Linked DNA regions of Sus scrofa: region 1 is linked to region 2. The links are chromatin contacts, called in public HiChIP or PLAC-seq maps. All regions are on one chromosome and are shown on one strand. Each heading gives the region's core, a stretch centred on a gene start, on an enhancer-like site or on the middle of the called end of the contact. The rest is flanking DNA. Distances are from core to core; before and after follow the strand shown. Region 1 holds the start of IST1 (IST1 homolog). Region 2 holds the start of PHLPP2 (PH domain leucine-rich repeat-containing protein phosphatase 2).

Region 1 (6,698 bases), core at 1,074-3,573, 150 kb before region 2:
ACAAGGACTTGTTGCTTTATAAGCAAGGCTCGGTATCCTCATTAGCTCTGTCTTTGTGGGGCCAGTGACCACAAGGAATATTTGCATAATACTTTCATATATTCATTTTACTTAATTAGCACAACAACTATAAGAGAATAGAGGCCAGGAATTATTACATCGTTATCCATTTTATATTTTACCAAGGAGTTCAGAATAGGGAAGTGGCTTGCCCAAAGTAATCAGGCTGGTCAGTAGCAGAGAGCTGAGACTCAAAGCTGGATATTCTAAAGTCAGACCCAATCTTCTTTCCATTGCATGCCCTCCTTCTCCAAGTGCGCTATATCAAAGGCAGGCTTAGGCACTCTACAGGACGACAGAATGGGAGGAAAGGAAGGAAGGTGGTGAGGAAATAGAAGGGGATGATGAGAGGGGAAGTGTTTTATTAGGAGGTGAGCTTAACCACTCTCAATTATCCCAAAATGCCTCTTTAGTGGCAAAAGAGGCACAAGCTACCCTTCTAAATTAATCCTACGCCCCTAGGTCTACAGCTACTGTTATTTTATTAGTTAAGAATCATGTAGGAGAGACCAGTATCCACGAGGACGCGGGTTCGATCCCTGGTCTGGCTCAGTGGGTTAATAAGGATCCTGCGTTGCCATGAGCTGTGGTGCAGGTCGCAGATGCAGCTCGCATCTGGCGTTGCTGTGGCTGTGGCGTAGGCCAGTAGCTGCAGCTCTGATTCCATCCCTAGCCTGAGAACCTCCATATGCCACAGGTGCGGCCCTAAAAAGAAAAAAAAAAAAAAAATTATGTAGGAGACACAAACGTCAAAAAAATCTAAAGCTTTTTCTCTTAGGTTCTGACAGCTGAACTTAGCCCCTCCCACAAAGGCCCGTGGACCCTAGGTCTCCGTCACATTAAACTCCTTGGGGGCCGAAGAAACCGTGAGGTGAGGGAAATGAAGGGAAGAGGGTTTGGGTTGGGGAAAGGAGTTGGGTACTAAGGTTGAACGAAGGAGAAGGGGTGGCTGCGGTGGAGCTGTGGTTGGGGGATGTGGGTTTTGTGGCTGAACTCGAAGGTGGGGTAAGAAACCAGGTTCAGAGCTGACAGTCCCGGTGGAGGTTTCAGGTTCAGGAGAGGATAGGGGAGCTGAGGGGCCGACAGGGCCATAGCGCGACGTGGGAGTGTACGAGGCTGGGGGGGTCTCTCCGGCGCGAGGATGGAGGCGAGGCCCCTCTCCAATGTCTGTGATTGGATGCTCCCTTAAGGCCCACCTCCCGGGACCCCTTGCCTTTCAAGCCCCGCCCACGCCATCGGGCGCGCGCCTGGGAGCGGGGAGGGGGACCGAACTGGAGTAGGGGGGAGGGGGAGGGAGAGGAGAGGCTCGTGCACGCGCCCCACTCGCTGCGGGTGCGCGAGCTGCGCGCTCCCGCCGCCCGCGTCGCCATCTTTTCCCCCTCCGTCTGTCTGTCTGCCGTGGGCTTTGTCCGTCTGCAGCGCCACCCCTCGGCTCCCCGCCACCGGCTCGGCCCGGAGCTGCCCTCTGCCCGCTGGGGCCCAGTCCCGGAAAGCCCCGGTTCGGCCGGCCTGAGCTGCGGCCCGTGGCCCATTGTCCGGCGGTCCGTCTGTCCGTAGGCGGGGCCCAGGGACCCGGAGAGCCGCGGAGCGCGGAGGCGCCGGGTAAAAAGACCCTCGACTCTTTCCCTCCCAGGCCAGACAGAGGATGCAGGGCTCCTCACCCCCCACCCTCGGTCGCCGGCTGTCGGCCCTTTTGTCTGTCTGTGTCTGGGGAGGGGACCAGGGGCTCGCTCCGGCTTGGGGGGCGGGGGCAGCCCAGGCTCTGACCCTCCCCCTGCCCCGGGCTCCCGCGACGAGGCCTGACCTGGCTGCCTCCCCGCGGCGGCCGTTCCTCTTTCCGTCTCTCCGGCGGTCTCGGGCGAGGGAGGGGCGTCCGCGCCGCCGCCCTCCCCGCGTGGGCCCAGGTCGGGCTCAGTCGGCACCGCCGGGACGGCCCCGGCGTCTGACAGGCTGTTCTGGGGGAGGGGGAGGATGGGCGTGGGAGTGCAGATCGGGGTATCTGTCCCGCGTCTGGGTCTCGCAAACGGGCTTCTAAATTTAGATTTCTGAGTAGCCCGTGTTGTCTGGGGTTTGTCTGAGCCGCATCGGAAGACCTCTGTCTCTTGTATGATAATTCCCGGGAATCTACCTGTGCTCACGCTTGAAGATGCCGGAGGGACCATCTCGGCTGATTATACGCACGCTCCAGACCAAACACAAGTGGGAACAGGGTGAGCAGTGAGGCGGCTACGTGACCGGCTTTCCTGTCCTCTCCTTTTTGGCAGATACAAATCACTGGGATTCAGGCAAATTAACTTTGCTCCGTGGGAACTGCACCAGAGCTGGAGGTAAGAATGCACCCTCTTTTTTGAAAGGTTGGATTTCACCCGTTTTTCCCTTGCTAAAGTCCAGTGTGTCCTGGAAGCTGCAACCTAACACCTGTGGGAGAGCAGGAATAGTGTTAAAGGGAGACGTTGGCCTCGCTCCCAAGGATTCTTAACCTCGTTCTAAAGACAGACAAAACTGCCTCCCTTTGTAAATGGAACCTCTTGTAGACCTGAATCTCACCGGTTACCTTTCTTCCCATCCTGTTTTTCTTCCAGATGGTGATGTTCAGGCTCTCCTTTTACATTTTTATGTTGGTTTCAGATTCAGCCCTGGGAATTGAGGCAGTGTTGAAAGTAAAACTGAGTTAGTGAACTATAGGGCAATGTATCCATGGCTTTATTAGCTTTTACTGCCTATAAAACTGTTGTTTAACCTCAGAGATCTTGTTGTGCAATCGAGAATGTAGCTCCAGGGCTAGTTATTTATTGTTAATTAATTAAATAATTTTTAGCTTATTTTCCGGAGTCCACAGCTCCATAGGCTTTCTTTTTTTAAAGGGAGGAAAGAGTATTTGCTTATTTTTTCCCCTTAATCCCTCAGGTGTGAAGTCTCACTGGGTACCATCTGCTTGGTTCCCCATTTGGCCACTAGGAGGATTGTGAGATGCAGTGGACACTGGCGATTTAAATATGCAGATGGTGATTTTTGTTTCTGACTTGTAGCTTTAGTATAGAACTGTTGTCTCACCAAGATTATCTGCTTTTTTTTTTTCGGCTTTTGAGAGTCACACCTGCAGCATATGGAGGTTCCCAGGCTAGGGATGGAATCGGAGCTACAGCTCCTGGCTATACCACAGCCACAGCAACACCAGATCCAAGCCATGTCTGCAACCTACACCACAGCTCAGGGCAATGCCAGATCCTTAACCCACTGAGCAAGGCCCAGGATCAAACCTGTGTCCTCATGGATTCTAGTCGGGTTCATTGACCACTGAGCCATGTTGGGAACTCCTAATTTCTGATCTTGATGCGAAGAAAATTTAAAGAATAGTTAAGGGAGTTCCCATCGTGGCGTGGTGGTTAGCGAACCCGACTAGGAACCATGAGGTTGCGGGTTTGATCCCTGGCCTTGCTCAGTGGATTGTGGATCCGGCGTTGCTGTGGCTGTGGTGTAGGCTGGTGGCTGTGGCTCCGATTGGACCCCTAGCTTGGGAACCTCTACATGCCGTGAGAGCGGCCCTAGAAAAGACAAAAAGACCAAAAAAAAAAAAAAAAAGGAATAGTTAAGAATTCATTTTCTTTCTCATACAATAGAGAGCTGTAGCTTTACAAATTTTAGGAAAAGTAATGATAGGCATCCTGCACTTGATTCAGCTTTCCACTTGTGGTTCCACAAACTTACAGGAAAAAACCAAGAGTGTAAAATTCATTCACTGCTTTGGTTAATAAATAACTGCTGATGCTGATGATCTACACAAACAGAACTTAGAGAACACATTTCATTAGCATTAGCCTTCAGCATAGTTCCCCCCTAAATAGTTAAAATTGATTTTTACTGTATACATTTGGAGTTGTTTTTTTTTTTTTAATTAAAGGTCTGAAAAAGAACTGTGTTTGATATGCAGATATGATAGAAGACTGCCTGAAAGCTGCTTCCTTTACCACTTCCTGTGGAGGCCTGTCTTTGCCATTTGCGGTTTCTTTCTTCTTTTGGTAAGGGAAGGCAGGATCTGATTACAGGTCTGAGGTCCTTTCTAGCTACAGAGAGGAGTTAGTTGGCATAACAGGAGGTGAGTCTTCACTAACTAGAGTGCAAAGTATAGCTGGTAGTAAGTAGTCTCTCGTAATTCCTCTTAAGGCAATAAGCTACAATTTTATATTTGCTTATTCAGTGCAAGTACAATTTGAGAAGGCAGGAACTGGAAGAAAAGGTAGAGGATGACCAGATCCATGTTCTTGTTTTTAGTAGGAAAGAGAAAAATCTTTCTTTTTAATCTTTATCTGTTTATTGCCTCTATCCTTCAAAGAAAATTCATAGCTTCCATTACTAATCCATTTCAGACTCTCTAATACCACCTAATGCTGGGAAAATCTTTCCTATAACTAACCAGGTACCTCCAGGCTGAAGTATCTCTTCCCTCCTATTTCATGGAAGCAGGTGCATGTCTCTGCAGCACTTCTCATCTGGGGACCTTTTCTCTTTATTCTTCCTACATAGAGGCTGGATTGAGAAGAGGCACTAAAGTTATTAACTTTGACCACTGCTCAGAAACATGTGAGCAGGTTCAGGCTGATGTTTCACATTGGGGTGTTGAATAAGTACTCAACAATGTGGACAGCACTTGGCTCTTCTGGTGAAAGTGCATCTTCAGCATTGCAAGTCTGATTTGCTTTAGTGCCCTGTCATCCTCAGTGCCTAGCACTGTGTCCGCATCACTAGACAGAGGCTCTTTTTCTCATGTTTTCATTTACAGAGCCTAAGAGTTTTGAGATGTTTCCTGTCCCACAAGGATATGATGCCTTTGTCACCTCCGGGAGAGATAACTTGAAAAAAACATCTGGAGGCTCCCATTGGTGCAGATTGCAGGGCTTGATTTCAGAGGGCATGTGACATGTGAGCTGCCACCTCTTTAGCTTCTTTTTGCTTCCTTTTACAATTCGTGGGGATGATCCCTTTGAGCCCGAGGTGCTTCTAACGCTGGTTGCCTGAATTTTTTCCTTCCTTTTCTATCTACTCTTATGACCTTGATCGTGATCACTTAACAATATTCTGGATTCCACAGGTGGATTTAGAGTGGAATACCCTAAATCCTCTGAAGTCCCCTCTCAAAATTCTTGGAATCTAGCATTGGTGGTACCATGGTGAGCCTAACTGCCTTCCAGACTTCTTGGAACCTTGATGCTAGAGATTTATTCATTTCTTTCTTTAAGTAGTTCAGTGATTGTTAACTGGTGAGTTTCACATGATAAAGAACTATTTATTTATTTTTAAATGTCTTTTTTTTTTTTTTTTTTTTTTTTAGGCCCGCACCTGAGGCATATGGAGGTTCCCAGGCTAGGGGTCCAGTCGGAGCTGAAGCCACCGGCCTATGCCAGAGCCACAGCAATGTGGGATCCAAGCCATGTCTGCGAGCCACGCTGCAGCTCATGGCCACATCGGATCCTTAACCCACTGAGTGAGGCCAGGGATGGAACCTGTATCCTCATGGATGCTAGTTGGGTTCATTAACTGCTGAGCCATGACGGAAACTAAGAACTATTTTTTTTTTAAGTCTTTCTGTCTTTTAATTGTGTATAATTTCTGGGCATGTGCTAACATTATCCTTTTTATTGTAGGTTAGCACCTTGCAAGGAGATAGTAACATCCAGTCCTGAAACTGGGAAAGACCAGAGCTCTTGGATCAGAGAAACATGTCCCGTCGGAAACAGACAAATCCAAATAAAGTTCACTGTGAGTATTGGTCTTTGTCTTCTGGAACCTGGGAGCATTGAGGGTTGGAATGGAAGAGTAGGTGAGAGGCTCACACTAATTTGTGAAGAAAAAAGGCTTAAAGGTGTTGAACATGATGGATTTAAAATGTGTTTGTGTTGGAGATGTTAGAAAGCTGTCTTAGGAATAGGTGTACTTAATTCATCCTTAGTGTTTGTAGTCACAGACGTTTAAAAGATTCCTACTCTGTGCAAAGCCTTGTGCTAGATGCGAAAGCTATAAAACAATAGAAAGATTTATAGGATTATAATGTAACCACAGCTATAGACAGACAGACAGATAGATAGATAAGATAGATAGATAGATAGATAGATAGAGAAATAGGCAGGCACATAGCAAGATAATATATGCCAAGTGCCAAATAGGGATGCTACAGACTGTGTATACTACAGAAGTTAAAAGGAGGGAGAGAGCTCCATGGACTGAGGTGGTGAGGGAATACTTCATGGAAGAGGCCCTTGAACTGGAACCTAGACCATGAACTTGAACTGGACCTTAGAGGGTAGAAAGTGGATTTTTTTTAAAAGAGGAAAGGAGAGATAAAATCAGGTAGGGAAAAACTACGTGAGTAAAGATAGAATGTATGTGATATGTTCAGGGGACAGGAAGACTCTATGAAGCAGAAGTTTCATATGTTTCATTTAACTCTATGTTGTTGTAGAAGCCTGAAGGCCAGGCCAAGATCAGACTTCATTCTGTAAGGAGCTACTGAAGGTTTTTAAGCAGGGAAAGTGGAGTGACATTTAGAATGCAGTGTTTTGGGACTGCACAATCGTGTGTGGGATGGATCACATGAGGTAGAGACTGGTAACAGGAAGACCAGCTATGCACTGTTGCCTTGC
Region 2 (7,339 bases), core at 4,638-7,137:
CTAATGGGGCTGGAAGGGTCTACGCTAGGAATAAAATGTCTCCCTGGGTGATAGTAGTTTCGAGGGGAAGTTATGGGACCACCCATAGCTTTGTCTAGACAGCGTAGAAATCACAGCCTTAACGCGAAGGGTGCCGTGTAGAATATGAAATTATTCCAGAGAGTGAACCTGAGCGCCAGCCGTATCGAAGGTCTAGCAGCCAGATAACTGCCTAGGATACTGATGGTTGTGAAGACTGTTTCAAATGATGAGATCTTTGAAAGCTTCAGCGTGCCTTAGTTTCTAGGATCAGAATTTGTTCTCCTCTCACTTGGCCTTGCTGCTAAAGGAGAAATCTCTTAATTTCTACGAATACTTGCACATTTCAGTAATTTCTTTCCCGAGTATAACCATTCAAGGGGGAGCACATTTGGAAAGATTTACATCGTCAGAGCCATTGTGAGGGAAGGGTGATTTCTGTGGCTGTTTTAATAACTCCAGGGTGATAAGCCGTGAGCCTACACTTACTTGGACAATTTCACATGCACTTTTACCTCATTTTCCCCCTCTTCCAAAGTAGTTTGTATCCTCTGCTCCCTCTCCACCCCCACAGTCATCCTAAGGGAGAGTTCGTCTAAGTAATCTCAAGGAACTGTAGGAAGGGTGCTCTCCCCGAGAGCGCTCCCGCAGTGCTCCGGTGCTGATACCTTGAGCTGATTTGGACAGTCGTGGAATGTTTCATGCTGTGTATAGTGATCATCTGTTCATTTTAAGGTCTTTCTCATTTAAGGAGACATTCCTCAGTGTGACATTGGGAGGGGATTCTTCCCTCTTGCTGGGTTAAAAGATGTGGTTTGTACCCCTTGTTTGTCCCATTTATGTAGGAAAACTGTCCAGCACTAATGGTTTGAGTATCTCCACCTAATACATGACATACTTTCCGTTTTTATGTTCTTCTAGAAGAAGTTGGAAGTGAGGGGGATGCTGTTATTTAGGTTCAACTTCATTATCTTCTGCGTTGGACAACATCTGGGCCATGAGAACTAGGGGAAGGGAAGTTTGAATGTGTATATGTATGTTTTTCTAGTGAATGTATTTTATCCGCATTGTTTTAAACAGAGCGCTAAAAGTGGGTATTCATGACCTTCGTGGTTGGCGAAGAGGGGGTACATGCCTGTGTACTCATGAGTTTGGGAATGAGGAGGATCACTGAAGAGAGAATTGCTCACAAAGTCCTGAAGTTAACACTTTGACCAGCTGTGGCTCAGGAGGGTGGGGCTGCTTGTAAAACTGGAAGAGAATAACTCTTTTTCAAGCAATAGCAGTGAGTGGGGTTCCAGGACCTGGAACACTTAAACAGAAGAAAAAGCTGAAGCAGCTTGCACAGTTGCTTCACAAACTTCCATGAGGCTGATTCTGGCTTCAAGATGGAGCATTGGAGTTGTTTTTTGTTTTTGTTTTTGGAATCTGCTGTTGCGCTTTGTGTGTTTCGTTTTCGTTTTCTATTGGGGGGCCTCATGGGAAAGAGCTTCTGAATTCTTTCCTTTGTGAACCCCCAGTGTGTCCCTGTATAGGCCCTTTTCTTTCATAATGTTGTAAGTTACATTTTCATTAAGCCCCATCACATCTTCTTTACTGTAAAAATATTAAAAGGCTGTTTCCACCTGGGACGGCTAATGAAGTTCTAATTATTGCAGACATATTTTTGAGATGTAAAAAAAAAATTACAATTAAATGATAAGTCTTAGAGGCGAGTGAGGAATAAAATGGATGTAAACATTTACATGGGATGCATTAGAATTCTGCTGTGTATTGTCTTTTGGTTGAAACAAATTATGAACAGTGACTAATAATAAAAAGTCAATACTCAATGATTTAAATTTTGCTTCCTCGCTTCTTACAAGTGCATTAGAGAAGCCTTGGATGAGTTCTTATTTCAGAGCTTTGAGCTAAACTTACCCATTAATCTTCCTTTTACACAGAAATCTCACCGAGTGGAATTTGAACAAATTAAAAAAAAACTTGTAGTTACAGACAGTGAACAAGTGCACTTGGAAAATTTAACTGGTGAGTGTTTTCCACATGGGTGAATTCTCAAACACGGCAGAGAAATCATGTCAAGATGAAATGTATATTAGGGGTGCTCATGGGAATTTTAGTTATAAGCTTCTTTTTGTGACTCGCTAAGGTTTATCTGTCATGAGGAAGAGAAAGGCTTGATCAGCTCAAATGAATTCTGTTTCATGATCTAGTTTATATGAACTCCTCCATAGAAGTGCGAATGGTTGGAAGTTGGAAGCTTTAGGTGTTCTGTTACCCAGATGATCTCTGACAGTCCCTTCATCGAATAGGAGGAGATGTGATAGTCTCCTACCTGAAAAGAAGCAAGTAGGCCTTGGCAATTATCTAGTTTATGCAGAAGTGCCCTTGGGTGCTGTTTGATAAGTGACATTTCTATAATCTTTCCTTATATGCGGCATAGTTAAAATTTATCTTTGTTTCTAATATTAAATTGATGTGACACCTTCATCTCCGTGTAATGAGATGAAAATATAAAAGCTATGATAGAAAAGGTAGGCCAGTAATAGACTCCAGACATTTACTTAACAATACAATGAATACTGCTCAGATTTCAACTTCCATCCAAAAAAGTAATTTTTGATCACTTCTAAGAGTTTTTCATGCTATTTCCTTCCCTAGTTCAGTTGCCCCCACAATCGAAAAATATTAAAATGTCCAAGGAAAAAAATTCTTCAGACCTACAAGGCAGGCAGATACAAACCTGTTTATTTGAAACTATAAGGGATATCTAAATCTGTTCAACCTGTGGTAGAAATAACAAAGGATTGAGGCCTAAAGATGACCTGTGATCATCGACAGAGCGGGAACAAGCTATTAATATGTCAACGTAGTAAACGCTCGGCATCTCTCCCAACTCTCCATCTCCAGACCTTCTTTCCATTTTGTAGTGAGAATTAGGAAAAGCTGGGATAGATGTGTGTGTGTGTGTGTGTCCCAGCTCCTCCCCAGCCCCTTCCAGGTGGAGAGAGAGCGCTATGCTCTCCTGCTTGTCAGAAGGTTACAGCAAGGAAGGAGTCTGAGGACTTCGCTGTCTCTTGGCTTGATCCAAACAGTGATTTTTGTAATGATGAACCTGCAGTGAGGGCAGATGGATTTTTGCACAAAAAAATCTCAGAGGATTTTATTTTTAGGGTTAGTCTCAGCTGTTTACCATTTCCAGAAATTGTAGTTACATAACCCTTGGCATACATAATGCACACTGCCTTGAACTGGGGGAGAACATGAATATATGACCTTTGCAACAGTATAAAATGTGAATGGCAGTATGTGATTTGAAAAGAAAACTCAGGATCAACTGGTTGTCACCCTTTTCTGAATTGGATCTTAAACCATGGAGACCTTTAAAGAGAGCTGTACCATAAATTACTCCCTGTAACACCTGGGCTTGTAGCTCTTCTTTTCCTCCTTTGGAAGGAAGCACTACCCTGGTTGTTGAAGAAGTAGTAAATACATAACTTTTTTTTAGTACAGGCTTATATTCTGAATTGATATGTTCGCTCACTATCCCATCATTTTTTTTTTTTTTTTTTTTTTTTTGTCTTTTTGCCTTTTCTTGAGCCAATCACGCGGCATATGAAGGTTCCCAGGCCAGGGGTCGAAACGGAGCTGTAGCCACTGGCCTATGCGCCACAGCAACTCGGGATCCGAGCCGCGTCTGCAACCTACACCACAGCTCACGGCAATGCCAGATCCTTAACCCACTGAGCAAGGGCAGGGACCGAACCCGCAACCTCATGGTTCCTAGTCGGATTCGTTAACCACTGCGCCACGATGGGAACTCCCCATTAATTTTAAAAACAACAACAGACCACTGCTATTCCCCAGTATGAACGGAAATGCTGATCCTGGGACAAGATCCTTCCCCTTCAGTGACAGTAAAGACCTTCTGCTCATGAGATCTGGAGAAGGTAATGGGCAATACCTCAAGAAACAGGCTTTTAGAAACACTTAATCTGAACCACATGTACATTCTTTCCACTGCCTGTCTGCACTTGGTCAAGTCCACTTCTGTCTCCATATTGGTGCCTATTCCTTACAGACCAATGTTCTTGCTGGAAGAAGTTACTCAGCACTGAAATGAGATTCTAACTAATCTAAGTTTCTTGAAAGTAAGTTCAAGGTAGAAGGAAATGCAGGAGGAAGATAGCCTAAGAGCTTTTTTCACCTTACACCAGATTCAGAGACAATTTTTAATTCTTTAAAATGAGACAAAAAAAATGAAGATTACTGGAACCTGGAATTTTGACACATACCAAGTAACGCATGTCAAGGGAGAAAGTAATGACCAAACTTTCACAGAAGAAATAATTTGTACAGAGTCGGAGTCTTTGTCTTATTCAAATTTTGCCTTAGAGTTTAAAATATTCACACGGAGTTCCTGTCGTGGCTCAGCGGAAATTAATCTGACTAGCATCCATGAGGATGCAGGTTCAATCCCTGACCTTGCTCAGTGGGTTAAGGATCTGGTGTTGCCATGAGCTGTGATGTAGGTCCCAGGTGCGGCTCAGATCTGACATGGCTGTGGCTGTGGCGTAGACCAGTGGCTACAGCTTGGATTGGACCCCTAGCCTGAGAACTTCCATATGCCATGGGTGTGTCCCTAAAAATGCAAAAAAAAAAAAAAAAAAAAAAGAAAAAAAATTTACAAATAGATATCTCATATATGTAGACAGAGGGGCACAGACTGCACTGTTAGGTCTCAAACTCTCTTGTACTAAACATACATTTGGGTTAGACTAGGCAAGCTGAAGCAATGGATAATAGGCGATACCGTTTATACCAGTTATCCAAAGCGTAAGAAAATTTTTTTCTGCTGAATTCCTTACAAGTTGCTTGAAGATTCAACACGTCTGTAAGAGGGGAAGACCTAAAAATCCAGAGGTCTAGAAGATTTCCTAGGAAAATTTAGAGTTGGATTAACAAGGAGAGGACTCTGAGGAACTGAGTATATCTTAAATTTGGAAATTCATAATTGTAATGGTTACTACGAATCACTACTATGTGTTAAGTAAGCACATTGATGCATTTGCAAAGTCTGCAGAATAACTACTAGACAGATACCAATTTCTATTTCACAGCTAAGAACCAAAGGCTTAGATCAAATAAGAGGTAGCACTGATATTTGGAATGAGGCTGGCTGACTCCAAATTTGGCCCATTGGCCTGGTCACAAAACTATCACGGAAGGAACTGAAAGAAAAAATAAATTAAAAATTTCTAAATTAGCCTTGCAAATAATAAAATGGCTCATAGACCACATCGCTCCTTCAAACAGAGAACAGAATTCTAATAATTTTACTACGTGAGGAGAAAGGGAGGTGAGTTGACATTTTGTACACTGAGAATGTCATGAGCATCTCTGATAAGAGAAAGCACCTTGCTCAGGTGAGTGTTCTCAACAATCCGTTCAATGGCTTTGCAAGTGAGGGCGACAGGCCAGTTTTGGAGCACAGAGGAAACGTCTGGAAGAGCTAAGTTACAAGAACCACCCTCTGCGGAGAGCAGCGTCCTCCAGTCACTATTGACAGGTGCAGAGCTTCCCCTGCCCCTAGCCCTGCGGGTGCTTCGGAGGCGGGGACAGCAAGAAATAACACGCCTGTGCCTCAGGCCGCCAAACCTAGGGCGGCAGACGGCAGAAGCCCAGCCCTGCGGTGTTGCCTGGCTTCGCCGGCGGGGTCCGCGGGCAGGCGGCCCGCAGCGTCCGGGGGACGCACCGCGCCCGCAGCTACGCAGGGCCGGCCGGGCTGCGGGAGGGCGGGGCCCGGGGCGGGGCTGGCGGGCCGCGGGGGTGGGGCCGCTGGCTGCTCGCGCGCGCCGCCGAGGCTCCGCGCGGCGTCGCGCCGGCCGGGCGTCCCTGTGCAGCCTCAGCCAGCCGCCGATGGGGGAGGTGGAGCCGGGGCCCGCGGGCCCGCTCGAGCCCCCGGAGCCGCCCGAAGCGCCCGCGAGCCGCCGGCTGGGCGGGATCCGGGTCCTGAAGGTGAGACAGGCGGGCAGACGGGCTGGGGAGGGAGCAAGAACAGGGAGAGGCCGCCCCTGCCCCGCGCAGTGGCCGAAGCTGCCGGCGACCCCCGCCTCGCGTTGGTCCGTCCGCTTTGCTCTTTGGTTGCCCCGAGACCCAGCTGGAGGGGCCGCGGCACCGGCGGAGGCCTCTGCGCCTGGTCCCCGCCGAGGCCGCGGCCGCCTCCGTCCCCGCCGCTGCCCATCCCTGGCCGCGCGCCACCCGCCTCGCAGGCCCATGCCTTGGGGCCGGCGTCCACCCGGTCGCCGCCGCCCACCCGGCTCCTTCGAGACCCGGGGGCCCGCTTCTGCCTCTCTCGGCCGCGCCGGCAGCCCCGGGGCCGGCGGCTCCTGGCCGGAGAGCGGAGCTGGAAGTACGCAGGGCTTTCTCCCCGGACACCTGAAGACATCACCCCAGCGGGAGGATGGCGGCGGTGATTGGCCGGGCGCTGCGGTGTGCTCGGAGCTGCGCCTGCTGGAGCGGGCCGACTCTGCCCTCGGAGCTTCACCACCAAAGTTAAGACCCGCTCCCCGCTCCGAAGCGCCGGCCTGGAAGCACGACCTGCCCGGCCTGGAGAGAGAATCCCCGGAGGAGCTTCATCTCGGGGAATCGCTGGGCGTGTTGCAGAGGGAGGAGGGGTTGGACAAAAAGGGGCATTCCTGCTGGCGGGAGCGGGGCTGACAAGCCAGGGAGACGGTAATGGGGAGCAGTTATGCAACAGGCAACTAACGGGGCTTTTTGGCAGGAATTGGGGGGAGTAGGAGGAATTGAAGGCAGATGCGGGAGGTGGGGAGTGGAGTCTCGAAGATGATGACAAGAAGTTAAAATGCACACGGAATGTAGGGCGGGGACGGTACCGTGAAGGTGGTTAAAAGCAGGGGTTGTGGGACACTCCCTGGATAGAGTTCTACTAGCCTTTGAAAGAGTTGGAGAGGAATTTTTCTGTAGGTCAAATATGTAAACTAGGTGTCCTTCTGGAGATGGAATGGAATTCCTTCTCGAGTTCTAGAAAAGGAATCAGAGGATTTAAAAGTTGCCAGAGAAAAAGGAAGAGAGCAAATAAAATTTAGATTGGACGTGTTTCAGAAATACTTTGCGGAACAACGAAAATACTTAGTTACAGTAGTTGCTCTTCAGTCTTGAGGGTGAGTGCTGTATACTTGTTATTAGATTATTCCTAGGACATCACAAAGATGGCAACACTGGGGAAAAAAAAGATTTGGAGCATCTGATAAAAACATGAAACTACATGAAATAGAACTCTGTAAAATGTAAAACATTT

Evidence for each region. HiChIP or PLAC-seq counts read pairs in DNA pulled down with a chosen protein or histone mark.
Region 1: a contact with region 2 is called in an H3K27ac HiChIP or PLAC-seq map of alveolar macrophages. The contact joins the promoter of IST1 here to the promoter of PHLPP2 in region 2. A contact is called at or near these places in 1 of 5 promoter capture datasets (fetal liver), 1 of 47 Hi-C or Micro-C datasets (heart right ventricle) and 2 of 2 datasets of contacts at active chromatin or transcription factors (alveolar macrophages and skeletal muscle).

Annotation. Positions count from the first base shown.
Region 1 is chr6:14,864,484-14,871,181 of Sscrofa11.1, reverse strand. It overlaps IST1 (IST1 homolog), which reads right to left and starts at 2,323. Exons shown (of 10, transcript XM_021093850.1): 1 at 2,189-2,323. It overlaps ZNF821 (zinc finger protein 821), which reads left to right and starts at 863. Exons shown (of 8, transcript XM_021093841.1): 1 at 863-931; 2 at 2,325-2,387; 3 at 5,703-5,817. The coding sequence starts at 5,778.
Region 2 is chr6:14,714,469-14,721,807 of Sscrofa11.1, reverse strand. It overlaps PHLPP2 (PH domain leucine-rich repeat-containing protein phosphatase 2), which reads left to right and starts at 5,887. Exons shown (of 19, transcript XM_021093823.1): 1 at 5,887-6,036. The coding sequence starts at 5,938. AP1G1 (AP-1 complex subunit gamma-1) reads left to right here. Exons shown (of 24, transcript XM_003126897.6): 24 at 1-1,859.